Regions from separate parts of the Mus musculus genome. Here region 2 is linked to region 1. The links are chromatin contacts, called in public Hi-C maps. All regions are on one chromosome and are shown on one strand. Each heading gives the region's core, a stretch centred on a gene start, on an enhancer-like site or on the middle of the called end of the contact. The rest is flanking DNA. Distances are from core to core; before and after follow the strand shown.

The links. A called contact is a pair of places that touch in the nucleus more often than the background predicts.
Region 2: a Hi-C map of uterus shows a contact between it and region 1. The contact joins two enhancer-like sites. A contact is called at or near these places in 10 of 484 Hi-C or Micro-C datasets (embryonic stem cells, liver, stem cell-derived neural progenitor cells and 1 more).

The regions. Positions count from the first base shown.
Region 1 is chr7:70,622,863-70,630,325 of GRCm38.p6, forward strand. No RefSeq gene overlaps it. Among named protein-coding and RNA genes, the nearest start is that of Gm35894, 39 kb to the left of the region's middle. Within about 2 kb of position 2,644, at least 104 of the 459 cell types and tissues checked have an H3K27ac peak or open chromatin away from gene starts, as enhancers often do. A contact at or near this core is called in embryonic stem cells and uterus, where this site is marked.
Region 2 is chr7:70,784,600-70,792,062 of GRCm38.p6, forward strand. No RefSeq gene overlaps it. Among named protein-coding and RNA genes, the nearest start is that of Gm39032, 14 kb to the right of the region's middle. Within about 2 kb of position 4,857, at least 40 of the 459 cell types and tissues checked have an H3K27ac peak or open chromatin away from gene starts, as enhancers often do. A contact at or near this core is called in embryonic stem cells and uterus, where this site is marked.

The DNA.
Region 1 (7,463 bases), core at 1,394-3,893:
CCTTTTACAAGGATATCAGTCATTTAGGATTAGAGCTCACTGTAATGAACTCACTTTAACTTTATTATCTCTAAATGGAACCTAGCCAAGTGGTATTCTGAGGGACTGGAGGCTCTGCACTCTCAGCTAGGAATTTTGTGGAGACAAGAGTCAACTCATTAGCAACTGCTAATTTAAAATCTCCCATAAAGAGTTAACAATCTAGGGCTACAGAGATGACTTAGTCAGTAAGCGGTTCAGTTCAATCTGACTTCTATCCCCAGAACCTCTGAGTAAAAGCAAGACATGGAGTGTATGTAACCGTAATCCTCCAGTGCTAGAGAGGTGGAGATGGTTGGATGCCTGAGGGTTCTTGGACTCATGCACAATGGTTGGACTCACGAATAATTGTGAGCTCCAAGCCATTGAGAAAACCTTTCTCAAAACTGGAGACTGACCTCCACAGTTATGCACCCACACACATAGGAAAACTTGAATACACACACAAGCACACACACACACACACACACACACACACACACACCAAGACAATAATCCAATTACATTGTAAAGAAGGAGTCATTTTAGAATGTTTTGTGTAAAGATATTTGTGGAGATGTTACAGTTTGGAAATATGGATCACAGACCTTATGGTGCCCTAGACAGTGTATTAGAATAGTTTGTCTCAGCCCAGGGGTAGTGAAGCATGCCTTTAAGTCCAGAACTCCAAAAGCAGAAGCAATAGGACCTCTGTGATTTTGAGACCAGCTTGGTCTGCAAAGCTAGTTCAGGAGTAGGCTTTGTTCCATAGAAGAATTCTGTCTTGAAAGAAAAAAATAAGAAGAAAAAAAAGGAAAGAAAGAAAGAAAGAAAGAAAAGAAGAGAAAAAGGAAAAGAAAAAGAAAAAGAAAAAGAAGAAAAGAAAATGAAAATGAAAAAGAAGCAGAAAGAGAAAGAGAAAAAGAAAAAAGAAAAGAAAAAGAAAGAGAAATACCCTGCCTTGTTAGTCTCATAATAATATCAAAGACCTTTTTAGACCTTCTTAAGGAAATCACCTGGACTCCAAGTAAGCTCATTTTTCTTTTGAACAGCTCACCCTACTTGGCTAACCTTTTACCTCCCTGACCCCCTCAGTATCTCCTGGAGTAAATCAGGGGCATACTTCAGGTGACAAAAATTAGGTGAAAAGAAGCAAAAATATTTACACTTTCTAAAAGCAGAAATCAATTTGTCCGAGGCCTGGCCTTGATTGGAGGTATGTCTGCTTCACTGGTTAGAGCACGAAAGGGATTATGGGATTCTGCGTTTGTTGATCTTCACGTGGGTTGTATTCAGGAATTAAGCAGGCTGGAGGTGGGTCTTAGAAAGCCCAGGGATCACCCAGGCTGGGAGCTGAGCCAGGTGAGGGCTTGGCAGGTTCCCCAGTGTAAGAAGAAGCTAGAGAGCTGCTGTCTGCCTGCTTCAAGTAGGAAATTTAAATATCTGTTTGTCTGCCTGGAACGAATAACAGATAGGGAGCTGGCTTCCAGCTCATACACTGCCACTAACCTTTCCAAGTCACTTTAGGCACCTTTCTTTAATCTTCTCGCCTGCGGTTTTGGCTGCAGACTCAAGGGTATTCACCAGGGTGCAGGGCAAAGTCCCCTACAACAATAAAATCTTTGGAGGGCGATTGTTCCAAATATTAAACGTGACTTCCCTGTGGTTAACGACCCTAGGACAGCTGTGGTTCTTTGCTGAGGCCCCGAGATGTTAACTATCTCTGTTCGTCGGGTTGGGGGGCAGGGAAGTGTCCTTGCTACTAAACCAGGAGGAGGAGAGTTCTCCAAGATGCCTACGGCTGACCTTCTGACCCGGCTAGGCAGCTGCTCTCCCCGCCCCCACCCTGCCCTTCCAGTCTCCACTGCTGGAATTTTCATCAGCTTTGCAGTAGACTGCCTGAACAGCCAGGGCTTTTGGACTATGAACTCGCAAGTTGGGGAGCAAATGCCAGGGCACCCAGGGCTTGCCTCTTCTGGGCACTTTTCACTGACTCTTCAGTCAAGGAGTGAGAGAGAAGTGGAGGTCTGGGCTGTTTAACAGTGGCGTCTTTATCTGCTTCACCCACCGCTGACCAGGGCAGCTCTAGAGTTATCAGAGTGTCATTAACAGGGACAGCTGCTGGTAAACAGAAGGATGTGGACACCGGCTCTCCAGTCAACAGGAATTTAACTCTAATCTGCTCCTTACTTAAAGAAACACCGCTCTCCTCTCTGTGCAGGGCCAGCGTGTGTTTATCTCCTTTAACTTTCAGATAGAAGACTGGCATGGGCTCAGGAAACCCCCGCCGGCTACAAAATTAATAAGGTGTTAGGGACATGCACCTTAGGTCGATTGGAGGAGACGCTTGCCCCAGAGAAGGGTGCGGGGGGGGGGGGGGGAGGAGATCTCACCCAGGAGTTGTCTGCCTAGCTGGAAACCGATCCTACATATTTATAAAGGTAAACTTGGCTCGCGGCCAAACGCCTGCATTTAAGTGATTAACAAATGCGTCTCTTTAAGCGGACACCTCTTGTTCTAAATATATTTGACAAGAATGCGAAGAGTCATCTGGTGGGCAGAGAGGGAGCAGCTCCGGCCTTCTCTGGCTAGGCTGGCAAGCCCGCCCGGGCCGTGCTCCTGCACGCTCAGTGCCAGCCGAGTTCACGTCGCTGGTGGGCAGGCTGCCAGAGCCAGCGGCTCCCCACTGTTTAACGACAACGGATTTACGGCTTCCCTCCATATTGGTGTTATTTTGTATAAACAAGGTTAACACTCCTTTTAAATTAAATGCACCACCTGGTGACTGAATGGCTGACCTTGCCAGCTTCACCTGCCCTGCCCTAGATCGGGTTCTAGCTCTTCTGTCTACCTGTAGCTCCTTGGAATCGACCCTGCTTCCCTTTTAAAGAGACGGAGCTCCTGGGGGCAGGGGAGACTGGCAGGCCACTAGCCCTGGGTCCCGGACCTGATGGGATCAGAAGGGTCTGGAAGTATGACATGCACCCCAAATCCTTCTAAGTCCCAGATCAGACTGTGACCGGTTGACTCTGTGCCCGCAGAGTCCGGAGGAAGGTCCTTCAGAGCTCTGAGGCGGGCCCCCAAAGAGAGCTCTCCAGAGGAGGTCGTGTGGTGAAAGAGATCTTTGTGTTGTTGCACTGAGGCAGTAGTACTGATCTTGTACAGGGCTCTCAGCCTCTTCCCCACCCTCTAGGAATGTGAACACCTGGAAAAATTCTCCTGGCTTTACTTGGAAGAAATTTAATGGTGTAAACAAACGCAGCAGGAAGTCCCCTTTGATACAGAAGGCAGTGGGATGGCATGCTGAGCCAAGGGGGCTCTGCCTGCCAAGGTCCATTCTGAAAACATTTCAAGAATAGCTTGGAGTTGTCTAGGAAAATTTAGGTGGACTGCTTGGCAGTAGAAATCTCTAGAAACTCCATCTAGTAACTTCCAGCAAAACACACTTGAGTTACTCATTTAATTGGCAGCATGGCGGCCACCTTGCCTTGACTTTTATTTTTTTTTAAATTTGCCAGTGTCACAATAGGGCAAAATTACCCCCGTGGTCTTTGCTATGCCATGTAGCATGAGGTATTCTAGACAAGCTGTCAGCCCTATTGCTAGGCAAACATGGAAGTGGGACCTGGAGAGGGACTTGACCTCCTCAAGGGTTTAGTCCCCAGGCCCTGAAGTCCACCCATCAGGCAGGCCGTTCCTCTGTGGAAGTCTGTGGGCCAACTGTGCAGCAGGCTAGCAATTCTAGTTCCTCTGGAGCCCAGAGGCAGGAGGATCAGGACTTAGAAAACCAACTTTTATTACACTAAGTTAGAGCTCAGTCTGTACACAAAGAGACTGAAACTGTCTAAAAAAGAAAGAAAGAAAAGAAAGAAAGAAAGAAAGAAAGAAAGAAAGAAAGAAAGCCAACCAAATAGGCACCAGGAATCTGTCTTTCATAGCAGCTTACACTGGTATGAGAATGTCTTTATAAAGAAGCAGCATAAATAATTCTAGCAAGTGATATAGCCTTTTAAAAAATTAAATTGATTTAGTGTGAGTTTGTGTGTGTGAGAGTGTGTATGTGTGTGCGTGTGGGTGAGTGAGCTGCTGTGTAAATATGTGGAGACCAGAGGCAACTTATTGGAGTCTGTTCTTTCAGTCTGCCCTGTGGGTGTGGTGCCAGTGGATACCTGCTCTGCTTACCCGACTTGGTGACAAGCGTCTTTAGCAGCCGAGTCAGCTCACTGACCCACAGTGATAGAGTTTTAATTGATAAGAGCCCTAACCATTTTACATTCATTTTAATAAATTAGTTAAAACATCTCAGTGCTTAGGGAAAAATGTTTTATCTCTCCTCAAATTTCCCTAAGGGGTATATCTTGTTGTAAGAGGTCTCCCAAATATTCTAACACTGGTAAGCTCCACTGTCCATGTGTGCTAAGTGTGGCAGTCTAAACACATCTAGAGACTCAAAATGTGTAGGCTAAAAATCCTGAGCACTCAGTTTTGAGGAAACTGAAGATAAATATGGCACTAGAAGAAGAGAAGGAGGAAGAGGAGGGAAAGGAAAAGGCAAGGAGGAAAGGGGGAGGAGAGGGCAGGGAGAGGAGGGGAAGGAAGAAGAGAGAAAGAGGAGAGGAGGGGAGAAGGAGGAGAGGAGAGGAGGAAGAGGAAGAGGAAGAGAGGAGTAGGAAAAGAAGGAAGAAGAGGAGGAAAAGGAAGAGAAGGAGGAAGAGGAGAAAAAGAGGAGAAGAAGGAAGAGGAGGTGTAAGAAGGAAGAGGAGGTGTAAGAGAAGAAGAAGAAGAAGAAGAAGAAGAAGAAGAAGAAGAAGAAGAAGAAGAAGGAGAAGGAGAAGGAGAAGGAGAGGGAGAGGGAGAGGGAGAGGGAGAGGGAGAGGGAGAGGGAGAGGGAGAGGGAGAGGGAGAGGGAGAGGGAGAGGGAGAGGGAGAAGGGAGAGGGAGAGGGAGAGGGAGAGGGAGAGGGAGAGGGAGAGGGAGAGGGAGAGGGAGAGGGAGAAGAAGAAGAAGAAGATCTATGAGATGGGTGTGTCCATCATGACTCAATGTGGAACAAGGGACCTCAGGCGGCAGGCACCTTGGATATGTAAACAGACTGGCCAGGATTTCATCTGTGCTAAGTGGAGTGAGAGACCAGAACCTTCATCTTGGTTTACAAGGAGATTGTGTCCTAGTCTTGTCCTGAATACATTGTGTTAGCATTGTTACAGTTATTTGAAGTAAGAGCTGCTTATCAATGCCAATTGACATGGGGGGGGGGGCGAACTGAGGCATGGTGGAATTAAGTAACTTGGCTGAGATTTCACAAGGAAGAAACTTAAACTCAAGCAGTCTAGCTTAAGTATGTGCTGCTGTGCTGACCCTCCAGAATTCAGTGGCCATAGTCCTGGGATTGCCCCTTACTTTCTTCTGTGTCAACATCCTGCATTAAAGGTGCTGACTATCCCAATGAAGCATAAACTTTAAAAGATAAATGATTCATTGCCAAATATTATTAATTACAACCATATCCCCATCTTCTCCACCAACCCCTGAGAGATAGCATTCCTTCATTTTATAGGTGAGCTACACTGATCCATTTATCTCCATCCTCAACAGCTCCTCCCACTTTCCTTTTGTCATAACAAATACACATGTATATAGGCAAGGACTGCACAGAGAATGCAATGGGGAACACTGACAGTTGGGCCTACCAAGAATAACAAGGGGTTGTTTGCAACTCACCGCAGAGTAGGTCTTCCTGACAGCAGAGAGATTTCTGTAACCTTCTTGTACCGAATCTCAGAAGATCAGGCAAAAATTCTCTTACATCATAATGTTTCTTAGTCACTTCTCTACAGTTAACTGGAAACGTCCCCTTCTTTCTGGAACCACACACATGGCTCTGAGATTCTCCAGCAAATTGACTTCTCATTAAATCACTTGGAAAATGAAAGGTGTTTGTCTGGTCAGAGCTGGGTTTTTTTCTTTCTTTCTCTATAAGTTATATTTAATAACTTTCCTGATTTTATATTAATATATAATTTTCTTTGATATACTACTATAACACATCCTGTTTTGTGATACAATAATTTAATAATACTGTACATGGTTATTATTGAAGAAAATAAGTCATTAAAATGCCATCACTGCCAATATTTTTGAGTCTATTTTTTAGTTAGTTTTTTTTTTTGATGAGCATCTCTATATTTTAAGAAAACAAAAAGTGTGTATATGTTGTTTCTGAGAGTTTTTCAGGTTTGCAGTGGCAATACCTTTGAATAAGGCAAGTGGAAGACTGATATTTTAGTTCATGGTCTCCGAGTGTGCATGGTCCCTCCTCATGGTGGGAGGCAACAGTAGAGCCTGGTAGAGAATGCAGAGGAAGCTAACTTCCTCTTTCTCCTTGCCTCCTGCCTGCGCCCCTAGCTTATGTGATGGTGTGGTTTGGCCCACATATAAAGCAGGTATCACCTATGGTCACTCTAATCTAGAAAGAGTCTCTCAGACACACTTGGCAGTGCATTTTACCAGTCCCCTGGGTGCTGAGTGTTCCTCAAGCCCATAAATTTGGCAATCACTATTTGCTATGACAGTGAGCTAAGATCACTGTCATGCTGCTCTGTTTGCTTTGACTTGTTGAGACAAGGTCTCACTGCCTAGTTCAAGTCGGCCTAGACTTTGCTAAGTAGACTAGGCTGGTTTTAAGCCCAGGCTTCCCTTGCATCCATTACCCACTATGGGAGCACCTGGCACACAGTTTTGAATGGCACGTTTTTACTTTACAAACATTTTCCACTATCAAATACTGTTTAAAACTTAAAGTGTGTGTGTAGGGATACTGTGGAATAAGGGGACCATCAGGAGCAGGAAGGGAACAAAAGATGATGGGGGAGGGGAATGAAGTCCATGTGTAAAAGTGCCACAATGAAATCCATTATAGCCCATAGTTAATGTATGCTAGTAAAAAGTTACAAAATAAATGCTAATTTTAATGATATTATGACTTTATGGTAATTTATAACTAAATTACAATTTTTTTATAGTTTCACATATTATAGATTAATAATTCTATTCTTGGACATGGGAGCTATTTCTAAGTGTTGGCATTATAAGCAGTCTCACTAAGACATTTTATTTAATTTTTAGAAAAGAATGTACTTACTATTATTGTATGTACATAGGACGTGGGTGTGTGTGAGTGCAGATGTGTGCGTGTGGAAGTCGGGGGACAACTCTTGGGAGCTGGCTCTCTCCTTCAACCCTTAAATGGGTTCAGGAGGTGGACTGCAGCTCACCTGACTTGTTCACATTCCTTCAATGGCTGAACCCCTTTGTTGGCCATTGTACAGAACATTTTGGAGTCTGTGGATTATTTCTTCTTAAGTTACCTTTGAATTAGTCTTCCTTTTAACGACTTCCTTTAATTTGATGTGTGTTTGTGTGTTGTGTGCATGTATGCCTGTGTA
Region 2 (7,463 bases), core at 3,607-6,106, 160 kb after region 1:
TAAGTTAATTCAAAATAATGTTTGTTGTTTATACAAAAAAGTAACTATTGGTTGGATTTTATATAAGGTATACCTGTGTTCATTTATCACAATTTACTGAAAACATTCATACAATAAAATGATCTCTTAGAATATTTATTTGGAAAGGATGTGCTAATATGGGCTTGGTAGCTTATGACTATAAACACAGCACTTGGGGAGGCTGGGGGAGAAGTATTCCTGGGAGTTTGAAGCTAGTCTGGGCTACGTTGTGACCTCTAGAACAGCTTCGACTACACAGTAAGACTCTGTCTTAATCTGCTTCTCCACAAGTTGTAAAATATTCTATAGACCGCATGTTATGTTGAATATAGCTCTGATTTTGTAACAGACATGTTTGTACCTTGTATATGTGCCTGTATGGAGATGTGTATAATGTCTTCATGCGTTTTAGGTATGACATTACTATGTTAAATTACTCCTATAAATTATTTTGAATTGAATAACATGCTAAAAATTACAAAACAGGGTGGATGGTGGTGGCTCATGCCTTGAATTGCAGCTCTTGAGAGACAGAGGCAGGGAGATCTCTTAGTTCAAGGTCAGTCTGATGGGCAGAGTGAGTTCTAGGATAGCCAGGGCTACACAGAGAAACCCTAAAAAAAACCAAAACCAACCAAACAAAAGACAAACAAGAAGAGGAGGATACGTAACTTATTCAAGTTCCTACTATAAAAGAAAGTTGATTCTTTTATGGGGTAGTGTGGCCAGAACTTTATGTTTGATATATAGTTTATGGCCTCAGCATACCCCAATATCCTGCAGGTAGAAGTACTCATCCAGTTGATAAGTAATAGAAGTATTTGGTTTTCAGATCCCTCTCTATGTAACTGCATGTTCCTCGCTTCATCTATCCAACCATTACAGAGACATGACATTTAGGGATAAAAAGCAGATATACCCTGCAGAGACAAATCCGCCTTTAAGACTTGACTGTCACTTTACAACTCTGTGGTCTTCAGCAAATTACTTACATCACAGACGGTTCTAAAGATTAAGTGGTGTATGGCTGCAAGGCGGGCGCTTTACAAGCTTCTTGCAAATAACAAGTGTTTAATAAATAGTAAGAAATATGATTTTTGCCGAGCTGTCTTTAATGAACACAATGCCCTTATATTCAGAAAAGCACAGCAACTATTTAAGTGAAGAAGTGAAGAAAGAGAGAGAGAGGGGGAGAGAGAGGGAGAGAGAGAGAAGCAAACCAATGATTTTATGTAAACCTATAACTATTTTAAATTTTTGTTTAAAGAAAGAGAGGAGGAGGAGAGACAGAGAGACAGAGAGAGACACACATACACAGAGAGAGAGAGAGAGAGAGAGAGAGACAGAGAGAGACAGAGAGAGACAGAGACAGACAGAGAGACCGAGAGTCCAAAGCACCTTTGTCTGGAGTTATGTCCCAATTGTGGTTGCTAACCACAGGTGGGTAAGGAAGCCCGGAGGGGAACCAATTATGTGCAAATCCTTTGACTTAATGAAAAATAAAATTAAGCAGACTAATGCTCAGCAGGTACTTACACATCACCTAATATTACAAAAGCCAGTGTTTCCTAAGGAGGAAAAAAAGTCTCTGGAGAAACTGGAGGAAGAGGCAGCCATGGCCCAGGAAGAAATTCCCGACGTGTGGCAGGATTTACTACAGCACACCTCAAAATGCCAGGTGGGTAGGTTCACTTCTACCCAGGAGTTTCCTCAAAATGTAAGACACAGGACTTTGCTTTTTGACAAAGGATCATGAACTTAGATTCACTGTTCTCTCTCTCTCTCTCTCTCTCTCTCTCTCTCTCTCTCTGTGTGTGTGTGTGTGTGTGTGTGAGAGAGAGAGAGAGAGAGAGAGAGAGAGAGAGAGAGCTGCACATGCACAATAGAACACATTTAATAGCAAAGCATTATTTTTCACTTGCTGGAAACAACCATATACGTGTTCTTTATGAGACCTCCTCATGTACCTCACCGCATCTTGGCAATAGCTAAGAAGTTAGTCCTTGACCTGTACTTTTTGTTGTTGTTTCGTTGTTGATGTTTTATTAACCAGACACAAAGCTAGAGTTAATGTGAGACAAGGGAATTGAGAAAAATGTCCAGTAGGCAAGCCTCTAGGGTATTTTCTTAATTTGTAATTAATGTTCAAGGGCCCCGCCCTTTGTGAGTGGTGCTGCCCCTGAGCAAGTGGTCCTGGGTATATAGAAAGCCCTGGCAGTGCCTTAAGAAGCACTTGTCCGCAACCTCTGCTTCAGTTCCTGCCCTGTTCAAGTTCCTGGTCCAGTTTGTGTCAGTGAGGGACTATGACCTGAAAATCTTTGATGAAATTAACCATTCTTCCCAAACTTGCATTTGCTGATGATGTTTTATCTCAGCAATAGAAACCCTACCAAGGAGAGGACAGTTTTCCCCACTTTATAAGCTTATAAATGTCAGCCAATTGAAGCAGGACCTAGGAACGTTTCCTTCAGAAAGACTGACCTCCAAGTAGTTCACTTCATTGCCCCAACACTCGTTTTGAAGCAAGGGTATCTCAGAGGCTAACTTTGTTGTTGGGAAGCACCCCTCTGGTGCTCAAATTCTCCCAAACTCTAAAGAGAAGCCCACCTATTAAATTGCCTCGTTATAATTTTCAATTAAATTAGCAAGCAGGGGTGTGAAGCTCACACAGAAGAGGTCTAGGTGGCAGCAGTGTGTTTTTCCCCATACCATGGTGGGGCTCTGCAGGGGTCTGGGTGACTGACTCGAAAAAGAAACTTTCTGGCCTGGAGCCTGGCCATGGCTGCCTCTTTTCCAGAACCACCTTAAGGGACAGTGGTGGCATAAGGGGCTCTTAACTAATTTTGAAGCAAACAGTTATGAGCTGGGGTTCTCCAGGTGGGCCACTCACTGACTGATGCTTCTTATTGTTGGTTGATTCTCTGCAAGTTGTCTTTCAGAGTGGAAGGATGTCACACGGACCTTTTGGAATGGCTAAGAAAGTTCTCTCTTCAGCCCCCTCTCACTCACCTTTGGAATAAAGTTGTCACAGAAGCAGCCTTGAGATGGGTTTCCCTCCGTGGATTGGTTGATCATTTCCTCTAGCTAGCCAACCACCACCACCACCCCCTTTCCACATCTCCTCAGCCTTTTTATTTTATTTTTTCTGTCTTTTCTATCCCATTTCTAAGCTGTTTCTGACATCTGTATCTCTGGCGTCCTGGTCTGTGGGCCCTTTCTATGGCCCTCTCTTGCCTCATATTCCTGAACAGTCCTCTCTCTCTCTCTCTCTCTCTCTCTCTCTCTCTCTCTCTCTCTCTCTCTCTCTCTCTCCCTCCCTCCCTCTCTCTCTCCCTCCCTCTCTCTCTTTTAAGGAAACACATTTCTCCCCTGAAACCAGACAGAGACCTGACCTGGCATTTTCTGCACTCCAGCAGGGCCACACAAACTGTCTCCACAGCTTTCTGGGCAGCTTCTCCTGGAATACCTCAAAATGTGTCATTCCCTTACAATGCAGAGATGCCCCAGCCTGTGTAAGCCAAGGGCTGTCCCCTGGCTGGGGAGCTGATGAAATCGTGGCTGATCTGTTATCTTCCAATGCTTTATAGATTAGAGCACAAGGTTACTGTGACAATTTGTTTACACGCAGGGAGAGATTAAGATCTCGTTGAAAAGGAATAAAAATAGCATCATCACGAGCTGTCACAGCGTGAGCCCCATTGTAATCAACACTGGTCTGATTTCAGGGATAATTTAAGACCAATTTATTATCTTAATTAAAAAAAATAAGAAGGGAGAATTCAACATTTCAGATGGCAGTTAGATTGGTGGAGGTGTGGCCTCTGGAGGGTCCACAAATAAAATAGAACATGAAGGATTCCAGGCGGGAACACTGGGTAGGTAAAAATAGAAAACTTTTTCTTTTTTATCCCCCTTCCCTTTTTCCTTTAAGTTAATGGCAAATCAGAAGGAAAAAGAATACCTTGGCTTGTAGAGTGCAGTCTACCTAAAACCCTCTATTAAAGGAGTAAATAAAGCCCATCCTACCACCACTAACAAGAGAAGTCTTCAGTAGAGTGGACCAAGGTTTTTAGCATATTCCTATTCTCTAGTCTTAATGAAATCTGGAAAAAGAAAGAAAGAAAGAAAAAAAGAAAGAAAGAAAGAAAGAAAGAAAGAAAGAAAGAAAGAAAGAAAGAGAGAGAGAGAAAGAAAGAAAATCCACATTCATTTTCTTATTTTCCCTCATAACTAAACTCTCCCACTTAATCCAAATGACTTGAAAAGCTCCAAACGCAAGAGAGGCCAGAACTGAGTGATTTGTGGTCCACCCCCCACCGACCTCCCCTTTGAAAGTCCTCCCCGCCCCCGGTAAACTTCACTTCGTGCTTTCTCCACTGCAGCCCCCGCAAAGCCCTAGGCCTGGAGTGAATGGAGCGACAAAAAGCCCTTTGAAGCCCTGGAGGAAATGGCTCGGTGGGAAGCCAGGTGGACCCCAAAGGCTCCCTTTCCAACACAAATGAGTTCAGGAACAGGGCCACCTCTGGGAGTCCCACCTCCGTCCTAAAACCAAATCCACCCAGCCCACTTATTTGAAAACCAAACACTTTTCCTAGAGTCTCCCCGCCCTGTTTACAAACACGTTTACAATGCCTGATAGGTGACCTTATTTACTCAGTAACCTGTGGATTCATTTATCTTGAAATTAGTAGGTAATGAAGTGGAAAACCCCAACAGCCCTCCCACTAATTAACATGATAATAAGATTGTTTTTGCTACAGAGGTACAATTAGCTTGTATGAGCCCAAAGGGGGAGAAAGATCAATAAAGTGTCTGAAGGGTTCTGCTCTCAGGTCTCCAGAACAGAACAAAGAGCTAGCTAGCCACAGCCTGGAAGCGTCATCCTTGAAAAACCTGCCCAACTCCGGCTGGACCCGGCTGACGTCTTTTGATGCCTTCTGGGAAAAGACGTGGTGGGGATGGACAGAACAAGGAACAAATTACAAAGCTCATGGTTTTGGCGCAGTCCAGGCTTTGAAAAGAAAAGGAGACGAGTGTGGCAAGTTTCAGATGCTGATGCTAAATGCACTTTGATGGGGTGGCGAGTGGAGTGGCCGCGGGTGAGGAATGCTAGCAGATAATTACCCCCTATAAAATGGTTCCATTTGCTTCCCTTTCTCGGCACCCCAAGTAAATGGCTCCTTATAGAGAGTGTGGGAGGTGGGGTCTTCTTACACATCTCCTGTCCACATGCATTTTCATGAAGTGATTTAACACAGAGTGCCCAGCTCCAGTATTTATTTATTTATTCCACTGACTGAGGTGTGTAAAGTAAATAAATAAGACTTTAGAACGTCCCCAGTATGTATTTACCCAGTAGACTCATTTCTTGGGTAAATTACATGGATTTGGTGGCCTTCCATGACATTCTTCCCCCTTGATTTTAAACATATACAAACAAAGAATTTGAATGTCCAAGGTGTCTAAATAGTCTAATTGAACTTGTGACACAAACCAGGAAGGCTGGAGACTTGGCTAGGGGGAATGCAAGAATCCGCAGGCAGATAAAATGAGTGTTCCCCCAACTTGCTCCAACTCCTGCAGACTGAGCTGCAGCAAAGCATCTGAGTTGCTAAGCCCAGGGTTCTTCATAAGTATGAAGTCACTATTGATCACATCATACCAGCCTCTTTTCATCCTCTCTCAGAAGCGGGTTTTCCTGTGAAATTTCACCTGGAATAAACGATCTTAGTAAATGACTATCTGGTACTTTGCATTTGAGTCTTAAGTGAATAATTCCAAAATTTCTGTTGTTCCCACTTATTTTTGACACAAGGAGACACTCTGTGTTTATTGAACTTAAGTTTCTGCCTTTGACAAAGAAATGTGTGTTCTTGTTCTTTCCTAAATGAGAACTTGGTCAGTAGTTAGAAAAAGAATGACCCTGGGTGGCCTTTTTTCAATGGAATTAGTGGTGTTTTCCTTTCCTGATTGTTTGAAATGACTGACTAAGGGTGTTGATTTGCCCCTGCAGTTAAGAAGTATCTTCAGGAGGACTGGAGACAACTTAGGGAAGTCCTTGTCTGGAAAGCAACGAGACCTGAGTTCTGCTAGAACCCACATGAAGCACTGCTAGGTGTTGTGGCTGGGATTTGCATGGTAATCCTGGCCATGGGGAAGTAGAGCCAGGCAGAGTTCTGGTGTGGCAGGCCAGCCTACCCACAGGGCACGATCTAGGCCACAGAGAAAACACAAGGTGGACAGTACCTGAGGGATCTCAAAGTTGTTCTCTGCCCTACAAACACACACACACACACACACACACACACACACACACACACACACACACACGAGACCTTTGGAGGAAAGTAGATTTTTTTTCTTTTCTGACCCCTCTTCCTCCAGCTTTCTCTCACCTCTCCCTGCCTCTCTTTTACTCAGTAACTAAAGTTTTTTCAAAAAAAAAAAAAAAACTAACCAATATCTCCATGTTTTTCTCTCCATTTTAATTTTGCTACATTACAATTTCTTAAAATTTTATATCTTTGGAGTAAGAGACAGTCATTTTTCTTTCTAAGGGACATTTGAATGGTTTCCCCAAATTTAATTAGGAAATTGATGTCTATAATATCTGGGGCAGTGTGTGGCAAGGGAGAGGGGACTACACATCCACAGAAAGAAACTCAAAGTTTCTTTGCCTAGCCTGCAGTCATACTAGACATTGGTAAGCAGGCCTTGAGCCCATCTCTGTGGGTGAACTCCAAGAACTCTGAACCAACGTCTTGCGCAAGAAAGAGAAGGCACTGAGCTGAATACATTGTATCCACACTGATTTATCTGAATATATTGTACCCACATGGATCTATCTGAACGCATTGTATCCATACAGATCCATCTGAACACATTGTATCCATTCAGCTTCACCTGATAACCACTGCCTTAAAGGAGAGTAAGAGGGTTTTTGTCTTTCCAGTTTTGCACACACATGACACCAGTCTTTGGCTTTTTCTGGTGTTCTGTGCCTCTTTGATATACCAAACTGCACAGAGAGGAAGTCCCTGCAATGAAAAGCCAAGACAGCCCGTCAAGGCTCTTGGGTCCCTAATCTTTTGAGATTTTTGGCACTGTATTTTCCATATTTGGCACTGTCACCTAACCAAAGAGTCATGTCCCTATAGAATACATGCTAATTCAATGACCCAAATGTATTGCTCTAAAAATTCTTCTCTCTGTCTTTTTTCCTAAAGAATAATTTGAGAATTCTCCACTATCTCTGGAGATCACTTGGGACACCCTGGGGTATCATACAATCTTGCCTGGGTAAAACTACCCTGGGCAGGAAGGGAGTTTTTTTTTTTAATAACTGGAGCCAATTTCTGCTACAAAGAAGTCCCTTTGGGTACTGTGGCTTAACTTTGAATCCAAATTCCTCATCTGCGAACAGTTAGAACAAGATGATGTAG